2 separate regions of the Mus musculus genome follow, and region 1 is linked to region 2. The links are chromatin contacts, called in public promoter capture Hi-C maps. All regions are on one chromosome and are shown on one strand. Each heading gives the region's core, a stretch centred on a gene start, on an enhancer-like site or on the middle of the called end of the contact. The rest is flanking DNA. Distances are from core to core; before and after follow the strand shown. Region 1 holds the start of Rnf111 (ring finger 111). Region 2 holds the start of Fam81a (family with sequence similarity 81, member A).

Evidence for each region. Promoter capture Hi-C pulls out the DNA fragments that hold promoters and counts their contacts.
Region 1: a contact with region 2 is called in a promoter capture Hi-C map of liver, with 4 times the contacts expected there. The contact joins the promoter of Rnf111 here to the promoter of Fam81a in region 2. A contact is called at or near these places in 5 of 39 promoter capture datasets (hippocampal neurons, liver, maxillary cranial neural crest and 1 more), 1 of 484 Hi-C or Micro-C datasets (embryonic stem cells) and 9 of 115 datasets of contacts at active chromatin or transcription factors (bone marrow-derived macrophages, embryonic forebrain, embryonic hindbrain and 4 more).

The regions. Positions count from the first base shown.
Region 1 is chr9:70,499,397-70,505,153 of GRCm38.p6, reverse strand. It overlaps Rnf111 (ring finger 111), which reads left to right and starts at 1,379. Exons shown (of 15, transcript NM_033604.3): 1 at 1,379-1,695; 2 at 2,152-2,214.
Region 2 is chr9:70,138,805-70,144,030 of GRCm38.p6, reverse strand. Fam81a (family with sequence similarity 81, member A) reads left to right here and starts at 2,474. Exons shown (of 9, transcript NM_029784.2): 1 at 2,474-2,718.

The sequences.
Region 1 (5,757 bases), core at 130-2,629, 360 kb before region 2:
TGAATCCGAATCTCCATCATTAGCCCAGTGGTCTACTTAGTTTTAGATTAACACACTCAACAACCAACTAAGTTCAAGCCTTTGGGTAAACATTAGACACTTCAAAAACTCTACCTGATCAGAACAGACAAGTCTTGCCTCTAACCTAAAGTCCCCAACCCAAGAAGCACACATCTTTAGTCCCAGAAGCAGAGGCAGAGGCAGGCAGATTTCTGAATTCGAGGCCAGCCTGGTCTACAGAGTGAGTTCCAGGAAAGCCGGGGCAATACAGAAAAACCCTGTCTCGAAAAAAACCAAACCTAACCAAGCCCGGAAACAAAACAAAACAAAACAAAACAAAACAAAAAAGTCCTGGGCTTTGATAGTCCCGATAGAATTCTACTTGTAGAGGGCAGCAACTAGGGAGGCTGAGGAAATCCAAATCCAATGTTTTCCATTTCTTCTTCTTTTAAAATTTAAAAATACTCCCAGTTCTTGGGAGGCAGAGTCAGGTGGATCTCTGAGTCTCTGGAGTGAGTTCCAAGACAGCCAGGGCTACACAGAGAAACTCTGTCTCGAAAAACCAAAACCAAACCAAACCAAGCCAAAAAATCACCTTCACTAAATATGGAGAACATGAGTGAATATTATCGACGAGCTGATGTAGAAGGAGGTTATTAATGCTTGTTAAATACTTAATTGGTAATATAAGGTACTTTAAGTCGTCATATTTGACCTCACAAGATCATTTTGAAGCATATAAGGCTATCATGTTTTATAGAAGAGGAAACTGAGATTTATAAAGGTGTTAATAAGTCAGCTTGGGCACCCTCACTTTGCTTTCTGACCGGAAATCTGTCTGATTGACTGCAGAGCCCACTCTCTGTCCTTACATCCTTCTAGGGCACACAATAAAAACTGCAATCTTCTGGGTTTTGTGAGGCAATTAAGAAGTCATCTGCGATTGTATAGCTCCCAGGCTACCTAATAATACATTTGAAATGATTTTGAAAATTCACTTCACCAGTGAGATGAGATCTCTGTTTTGGGTATCATCTGCTGAGAAAGACACTAACCCGTGTTTTTTTGTTTTTTTATTTAAAGGCGCGACTAGTGCAATCAGTAAGCTGGAATAATTTTTAGTTTGAGAAAAAGCAACCAGTACGTAGGCGGAATTATGCTGAAGCACTGTTGAGCCCGAAATCACGGAAGAAAGTGAACCCAACCACCTTATTTTTAACTTAGTCCCACTGGGCCAACAGTTCGCCTAAGCCAGTGCAAAGAGGAAGGACTGGGACGCAGGGGGGCGGTCCCTGGCCCGCACATGCGCAGACATACTGCTGTGAGAGGGCGTGAGGGTCCGGAGCGCTCGCTTTCCGAACTGTCGTAAAAGGGCCCCGGTGTCGCGCTCGCGCAGTCGGGGAGGGCCGGCCCAGGCTGCGGCGGCGGCGACGGCGATGGTGGCGGGGCGCTGGTGCTGCGCGGCGTAAGGCACGCCGGCCGTTCAGGGTCGCGAGCGCGCGTGGGCCGCGATCGGGTGCTCGGAGCCGGGTCCAGCCGAGCCAGGCTCAGCCTCACGCTCCGCGGCGGCGGTGTTGACAGACGCCCTCCTGAGGAGAGCCGCCCGGCCCGCCTCAGCCTCACCCGGCCGAGCGCTGTTCCCCAGCCCCGCGCCAGCGAGTCCGGGACCTGGCCGCACGGGGCCTGCGGACTCGGGTGAGGGCGCCGGCGGAAGGGGGGGGGGTGCGGGGGAGGGGAGCGGCGCGGTGGCGCTTGCGCGCGGCGGGGGAGGGGCCGAGCAGGAGGGAGAAAGAGGAAGGGCCGCGGCGGCCGGCCCGGGTCGGCGACAGGGGAATGACCGCGGGTCCCGGACGGCGCGGAGTGGCTCATTGTGTCCGGGCAAGAGTCCGCCCGCGGACACACCCACGGCCTCTTGGGAGGGGGTGGGTGAGGGGATTGCGCCCCGGGGCCGCCGCTCGCCAGCGGGACTGGGGCTCAGGGCCGAGGAGTGGGGGTGACAATGGAGTGAGGAAGGTAACCCCGGCTGGAGCCGGGAGCCGCCCGGTGCGGGCGGGCACGCGCAGTCCGCGGAGCAGAAGACAGGCGCGTCTGATATTGTGTGGAGTTGGCTGGTTAGTCATTAAAAAAAGATGTTTTCTTTATCCTGCCTAGATAATTGATCGGAGTCAGCAGTGGTGCGGTGGAAATATCGGTTTTTGTTCTGGAGAAATAGAGGTTTGTCACCACACTTCTTAGATTATAGAGCTTTATAGATAATTTTAAAAAAAAAGTGTGACTTTTTAGCGTCCAAAAAAAACAACAACCAAAAACCAAAAAACCAGGAAGTTGTAGCTAGCGCCTTCACTTAATTTGCTCATGTCTGGGGTGACTCCATTGTATTGTTGAGAGCTTTCCTGTTCCTTGATTTATGTACAGAATGAGTTTAGAACTCCTGAGTAGCAGTGAGTGAGCCAGCTGACAGAGACCTCATTGTCAGAGTTCTGACAGCTCTTGAACCTGACTTGATCCAAACTTAGTTCCATTTGGCACTTTTATCTTTAATTTTCTTGTTTTGGGGACCTCTTTAACCAAAGAGAGCAAAATCAAAAAAAAGATGAACAGAGGTTCCTCATATCTTTACCATTTGTCTTTGCAATAGCTCTCACGTGACTTAATACAGATGTCCTTTCAAGAATTCTGATTTTACTTAGCTTTTGAGTCTACGTTAAAGAACCCAAACAAACCCCAAAACCTTCATGTGCGTATATACCAGTGTGTGGGGTCTGTACATGTGAGTGCAGGTGCCTCTGAGGCCGGAAGAGGACCTAGTACTCTGGAGTGGTAGTTAAAGGAGGTTTTGCACTGCCCTGTATAGGTGCTGAGTCCCGATTGGGTCCTCAGCCAGCATAGTAAGCACTCTTGACAACAAACCATTTTTCCAGGTCTGGATTTATATTTTGATAGTTTGTAACTAAGTGATTTTTTGTTTTGTTTTTATTTTAGTAAAAAGGTTTAGTAGAAACTGGTCATTGTAATATTGTGTTACATTGTGACATAGGTTTTAAGGAAGCTCTTCTATTTTGAAGAGAAACAATTTAGCTTTAAATTACTTTTGTAGCAGGAGTGCTGAGTGTGTGATGGCTCGAGTTGCCTTTAATCCTAACATTTGGGAGGCAGAGCCTAGCTTGGTGTATATAGTGAGTTCTACAACAGCCCATACTATGTAGAGAGATCCTATTTTAAATACCCACCCCCAAAATATATATTACTTTTGCTACTTTCTTAGGGTGTAACCATGGACAAATTATTTCATTGTATCCTGCTTGCTTGTTACCTCAGAGTCTCAGTAGTATCTGAAAAAATTACTGAGGGCATTTGTGAGTTGGGTGAATGATAGTGGGGAAAATTAGCAAGAATAATTTTTGTTTGTTTGTTTGTTTGTTTTCGAGACAGGGTTTCTCTGTATAGCCCTGGTTGTCCTAGAACTCACTCTGTAGACCAGGCTGGCCTCGAACTCAGAAATTCGCCTGTCTCTAGTAGTTTTTTTCTTAATAATCAGGGTTGGGTGTCATGTATGTGTGTTTTCTTTTGTCATCTTTCCCCTTTGTTCTCTGTATATTGGTCACTTGTATCCCAGATGGTTCACTAGAAATAGTCAGTCTTTAGCTCCTATACTCAGAAATCTTTCTGCCTCAGCCTCCAAAGGAGCTGGGACTGCAGGTTTCTGTCATTGTACTTGGGTCTCGAGTTTATAGTTGAAAAAAGCTATAATAAAAATAATTAGGCTTAATGAAGAATGTGTGCTAGCTGGGGTTATATTCAGCAAGTTTTGTTTTGGTGTTTCATATTTGTAAGAAATTGAGACATGTTTCTACTGATATTCTAAGAGAACAGCAGTTTATTTGCATAAAGCTAAAGAGCAGTAAGTTTTTGAGCAGGTGCATCTGAGTACAGTTTTTTTTTTTAAGTTGAAAATATGAAATAGAAAATTCATTGTATCAAAACATTCATAGCTTAAAAGTCTTAAAGATGTCATGATTAGCCGGGCAGTGGTGGCACACGCCTTTAATCCCAGCACTCGGGAGGCAGAGGCAGGCGGATTTCTGAGTTCGAGGCCAGCCTGGTCTACAGAGTGAGTTCCAGGACAGCCAGGGCTACACAGAGAAACCCTGTCTCGAAAAACAAAAAAAACAAAACAAAACAAAAAAGTTATGGTAATAAAGGGCTTTGGTATCATGCATTAGTTACAACTTAGTTATATGTGTCCCTGCTTTTACCCCAACTCCATGGACTTGGGTCTTTAATAGAGGGAAATAGACTGACAGAACAACAACAACAAAATAATAGTAATTAAGATTTGTTACATTTGTTTAGGTGTAGTATGGTTGTTGTACATTGGATCTGAATTTATTGTTAACTTTTCTTGAAGTTATAGCCTTCTCAATTAGTAAAATGAGTATAAAATTCATAAATGTTCATTTCTAGCCTCTGGTTTTGGGTGTGTGTGTGCCACATTTAATAGCTTCTATTTTTAGTTCTTTCAATATTCACTGTTAGATTTATCAGGACAGCTCTCTAGAAAGAAATGCTCTATGGAGAGTATAAATTGATGCGTGTATGCAAATAAAGCACATACATATGCATTAACCTTCAATGAAGCCATATTTGTTCATGGTAGTGGATAATTCTGTCCATTGGAGAAGTTACTCAGAGTGTTTTGTTTGTTTTGTGTTTTCCGAAGATGGGAGTGTACTATAACCTGGTTCTCATTGAATATCTCAGGCTGGCCACTCAGGTCACCAAAGTGCTGGTGATTACAAGTGTGAGCTTGTGTCCAGTTTTACCAACCTTTTACACCTTTCAGAAAATTCTAAATATGAATACACCCCCCAAACCCCAACCCCTGATTTTGAGACCAGGCTCTCAGGCATCTCAGGTTAAATTCACTGTAAAGCCAGAAAGTTCCTTGAATTTCTCCCCCTCCCCTCCCCTCCCTTCCCCCCCCCCCTTCTTTCTTTCTTTCCCTGAGACTAGGTTTCTCTGTGTAGCCCTAGAATTCACTTTGTAGCTTAGGCTCAAACTCAGATCTGCCTGCCTGTGCATCTCAAGTGCTGGCATCAAAGGTGTGTGTCAATTTAAGTATATTGAATTTCTAATCCTCTTCTAGATGTGGGATAGTATGGGCTACAGCATTGTTTATAAAAATGATACTTTGGTTTTGGTTTTTCGAGACAGGGTTTCTCTTTATAGCCCTGGCTGTCCTGGAACTCACTTTGTAGACCAGGCTGGCCTCGAACTCAGAAATTCTCCTGCCTCTGCCTCCGGAGTGCTGGGATTAGAAATCCACCTGCCTCTGTCTCCCAAGTGCTGGGATTAAAGTCGTGTGTCACCACTGCCCGGCATATTGACCATCTTATACTCTATTCTCTCTTGTATCTCTCAGGTTGCTGCCTGGGTTTCTGTAGGTAGTCAGAAATTGACAATAGATGAAAAGAAAGTTACAAATGATAGAAACACAGAGCAGAGCTGATATGTTACATGGAGGTTTTACATTATGATATACTTTAAGTATGTGTTGATTGCCTCATGTTGTAGGCAGATACTGATTGGTCTGCAGGGATCAAGATGTTGCCTTCATAGAGTAGACAGTCTGTTGAGTTACAACCTCATAAATAGGATAAATAGTGGTGAGTGCCTTGAGGAAAATAAGATCATGTTGTAGAGAAGAATGGAAATAGGCTTCTTATGTAGGTAGAAAGGTGGCACAGCCGTGTTTTA
Region 2 (5,226 bases), core at 1,225-3,724:
ATAGATTGCCTGAAAAAAAGGGGGAGCGGGGAGAAGCAGGAAGTCACAGGCCTGATTTGACACCGTTTTTGAAATTTTAGAACTAGTATCATAGTTTTTAAAAAAAAATTAAGTGAATTGTTTTTACTTTTTTGTTTTCTTTAAGACAGAGTCCCCTCTGTAACCCAGGCTCACCTGGAAATCACAATGGCGTCCAGTCCACCTCAACCTACTGTCTGCTAGATTTAGAGGTATGAGCCATCAGGCCTTGCAAAGGAATCTTTAAATATGTGGTGTCTTATGTTAATCAGCATGATTGTTTAAAAAAAGAAATTAAGTCGGGGTGTGTGTGCGCTTACGGCAAACCCCTCTCGCCTCCCAGGTATTCCCCTGCCTTACCCCAGAGTGTGAGGAGGACTTGTGGTAATAAAGTTATGCTTTGACAGCCACCAGAGTGACAACTCCCACCCCTTCTTAGGACCTTGACTCCTTGACTCCTGGCCCGTGGCAGGATGAAGCAGGATAGGGAGGGAGCGAAGGGAGAAGGAGGGAAAAGGAAACAAAATGGACAGGAACTGACTGTCTTGGTTGTGAGAGGCACACCCTGCGCTAGAAGGCAGCCTATGGGAACAGGTAGAAAGCCTTGGAACCTGACTCTGGCCTCATTGTGAGGAGAGCTGGCACTTTATCGTAACAGCTGTGTTTCCAGACACTGTGGCAAGTAATATGTTTCATTTGTGCGTGCGTGTGTGTGTGTGTGTGTGTGTGTGTGTGTGTGTGTGTGTGTGTAGGTCAGAGGACAGCCTCAAATATCATTCATTAGGCATGATCCACCTTTTAAAGACAGACTTAGAACTCATCAAGAAGGCAAGGCTGCACGACCTATGAGCCCTGATCTGTCTGCCTGTCTCTGCTTCCTCAGCTCTGGAATTACAAGTGAACACCAAATCCCCATGGCTGGCATGTTTATTTATTTTGTGCATGTGGGGAGCCTGTGTGAGAATATGTGCACGACACGAGTTCTCTCTCTCTCTCTCTCTCTCTCTCTCTCTCTCTCCCTCTTCCCCCCTCTACACACACACACACACACACGCACACGCACACGCACACGCACACACACACACATATATATATGAAATTCAGAGAGGATGAAATTCAGGTCCTCACACTTGCAAGGCAAGCACTTATCTACTGAGCCATCTCCTCGCCCCCTCAAATTTATCTTAAATGGTGGAAATTCTCAGAGAACCTTTCGCCATGGGATTGGATCCCATCCGTATTTACACGCTGTGCACCAAGTGATACAGAAAGAGAAATAAACCATCACACACTAAAGAACACTATTAGGTGAGATCTCCGTGAGACAGGACTTAAGGCCATGCCCTCTGGTCAGCAGTCTTTTTTATACCCGTCTAACTATCTGATCAATATGTGTTAGGCTGCAATGGCCGGGAGGGGAGCAGAGTCCCTGCCTTCTCCATCTTCATCTTCTCCATTTCACCTTAGCAGTCTCTCTCTCTCTTTCTCTCTCTCTCTCTCTCTCTCTCTCTCTCTCTCTCTCTCTCTCTCTGTGTGTGTGTGTGTGTGTGTGTGTGTGTGTGTGTGTGTGTGTGTGTGTGTGTTTTGGGGAGTTATTACTTTACAGGCGAGTTAATTACAGAACACCCAAGACGACACATAAATAACTACAGGATCGAGAATTCCAAGACCAGAGCTTTCCCAAGTGGCTGCACAGCCTGCGTTCTTCCTAGCTTCCTTTGAATTGGGGGCAGAGGAGAGCCGCCAGACAGGAGCACCTACACTGGGTAAGCCCATGCCTCTACGTAAGAGCTATGAACCAGACGCAGTGAGGTGAGCAAAGGTGGGATCCTCCACTCTTCTTAAACCCCACCTTACGGAGAGGAAGCAAAATTGTGAGTGATTCCTGCTGAGGATCCAGCACTGATGGGAAGGAGAGCAAAGCTGGAACTCCCTGGGAGCGAGGCAGAAGGTAGGAAGAGGGCTGGGAGGAGAAACGGGCATTTTCCCAGGGGTCCTGTCTCTTGTGCGCGAGGCTTGGTGATTCCCTCATACACACTTGTCGCCTGGAGGGTTCCATCACCTGTGCAGGTGTGGCGCTGGAAGGAGCTGTTTCCTGGACTGTGGTCTCACCCCTAACTTCTCCCCAGTTTGAGGTGGGAAAAGCAGTTAACTATTTTTGTGGGAACCAGGCTTGGTACATAAGGGATGCTAGGATTCCCGGGAAAATGATTGATGACATAGAGACCTGGAAGGCTGGGCTCTCATTGAAGCATCCTTCCCTACACCTACCTCTGCCTCCAAGTCGACGCGCCCTACGACGGGACTGAGGTTCTTGTAAGCAAGTCCCCGCCCGCTGACTCCCTGCAGCGAACTGGGTGGGGACCCGCGGCGCCGCGGAAAGGCTATTTTGAGTGTGGGAACGCGGTGGGAGGAGGGGCGCCGGCGGGCTGGGCGCGGGCGCGCGGGGAAAGCCTCCAGCTCGGGCTGCCACGGCAACCGCGTCCAGGCAACGCGCCCGGAAGAGGCTCTGGGAGGCGCGCGGCGGCTCGCGCCCTTCCAGGGTGGGGGAGCCGCGAACCCCGGGCCGGGCCGCGCGCGCGCTGATTGGAGCGCGGGCCCGCAGCCGGGTTCGCCCCGCAAAGCCCCGCGCTCGCGGCCACCGCACCCAGAGCGCCGGCGACGACATGGGCAGCCTCGGCGCGCCAGATCCGCGCGCGGGTGAGTCTTCAGAGGTGTCTCCCCTCCCCACATGTCCGGGCATCCTCTAGACTCAAGCGGCGGGTGCTTCCGCAGGGACCGTCGATGTGACCTTGGAGCAACCACTCCATGGATAGGCATGGGATAGTGCTGGGGAGAGGGGGTGAGGGATGAAGCCTCGTGTGCCCCGCGTGACACTCTGGACGCGAGAGGGTTAACTGAATGCTGACGCGCAGGGCTGAAGTTAGGCGCAGAGCGCAAGTGGCATTGCATCTTCGCGGGGGCTGCAAGCTAGCAGACAGAAGAGGCCCCCGAGGGACTGTTTGAGGAGAGCCAAGGGTGTGCAGAGTTTGCCAGGACTAGGGGCAAGTCTATCATTCACAGTTGGAGCTGAGTGACCTTGGGTGGGTTAGCCACATTGCTCCCGCGGATTCTCTGGTTTTCATCCTTTGAAAGGAAGGGCTCTGGTTCTTTCCAGTTGCAGCACAAGGCTGTTTTGCTGGTACTGTGAGCTGAGGAAGGGACCCTCTGGGGATGCAAGACTTAACCATATTTATTCCGCAAGGGGTTTCCAATGAGCTGGCTCCCAAAGTAGCAAGAAATGTTACCATTTTATGGAGGGAACAGTCTGGGGTCCGGAAAGGCTCCTTAAAATGCATAGATTAAAATCCCTTCGGTGCACTTAAGTCCTGAACCCAATCAGGGTCCAAGCTGCCAAATACTTCTTTCCTGTAGTTGATCTGATAGGAAACTTTGTGTCTGAACAGGTAAAATCAAAACCCAGTAGTGGCAGGCAGTGGCAAATTAAGTGAGTCATTTCTTCAATGTGCAGAAGCTGTGTGTGTGTGTGTGTGTGTGTGTGTGTGTGTGTGTGTGTGTGTGTGACATGCGCATGCGTGCACTCAGCTTAAAGTCTGTGTATGCTGTTAAGAGGTTATTTCACAGAAATAATGTTGAACTGGTTTGGATCTACAGAGGGAATCACTTAGAACTAGGGCCAGACATTTGCATTGTTCTTTGGAGATTTGGGGTTAGGGGGCTAGCAAGATGGCTCGGTGGGGGGTGGGGGTGGGGTAAAGGTCTTTGCCATTAAACTTGAGGACCTGGGTTTGATCTCTGGAACCCACATTGTGAAAGGAGAGAATCATCCAACCCCCACAACTTGTTCTCTGACCTCCACACCCACACAAGGCACAGGAGCTAAACGAATAAATGTAATTAAAAAATTAACGAATTAGCTTTCTGAGAGTAAATACGTTCTTTATTAAGAAATGCACATTGTATCTACCTTGGCTTGTGTGTGTGTGTGTGTGTGTGTGTGTGTGTGTGTGTGTAGAGGTGACTTACAGGCTGTGGTATTTTTTCTAATTTTAGCACTGGCTGGAACTAAAAATGACACAGAGGCCATTTTTCATCCATAAACTTCCCTTTCCTCCAAGGGGCCACAACAGGTCCCCATGACTCCCATCACTGGACTGTTGAGATGCCTCTGACGTTGTGTTCCAAGGACACTCTTGATATCCATGGAAATCTGACTCTCTCTGTAAAACTGTGAGCTGGGAAGCCAAGTTTCCAGTTAGTAAGCTTTTGCCAGCTCAGCTACCTGAGGGCTTAGAAATCTTTAATGGTTTACATATTAGAAATCGCATTAGCATACAGATACAAAAGTCCTCATTGCTCAAGAATTCTGCCTGTGAGCCTACAACCCCTTTAAAGACCCACAAGTCCTGGACCTTAGATCCTTCGTTGGCAAAGGACTCATTCTCCTACCCGTGCTGGCTGCTAACCCACCGTGTCTCCTCTCATGTATCCTGCAGCCCACTCCTGTATTTTCATTTCCTGTCTCCGAGCCTGTCTCTCCCCACCCCCCTTCTCCCCTCTGCCAGGGTGTGAGCACAGCCTCCTTCACAACACCTCTTCTGAGAACCAGGATGACCTTGCCCATATTCTTTAGTGCCACCTCCAACGTATTAACTCTTAGAATGTGATACTGTCTTCTCAAGACCCTCATTCCTGTGTTCCTGGTTTGGTACTTGCCAGACCTGGTGGCCCTTCAGAATTGCTCTGCACATTTTGAAAAAGACAGGGTTTATTTAGTCTCTCAAATATCAAGATGGAATCATTAGGGTGTTGTAGGACCTTAAAAATCCAAAAACAAGCAAACAAACAAAACCCTTTCTATAAAACAAGCAAACAAACAAACAAAAAAACAAGGCTTAGGTTAGCAAAATGGCTCAGCAGAGAAAGGCACCTGTCACCAAGATGGACAACCCAAGCCAGAGGTTCAGAATCTGAGCACAGTATAAGAACAGAATGACTCTTCTAAGTGGCAGTGTGTGCTGGGACACACACACAACTTTTTTTTTTTAATTTCTTTTTTGTTTATTTGTTTGTTTGTCTAGAAAAAAAACAGAGGAGGGAGGAGGGGGAGAAAATAGCCTGTCTGGTGACTGTTGCTCACTCAGGCAGGGAAACTACTTCACTTGAGGCTCAGAAAAAGTCATAAACAACGAACTCAGGAGCAGCTGG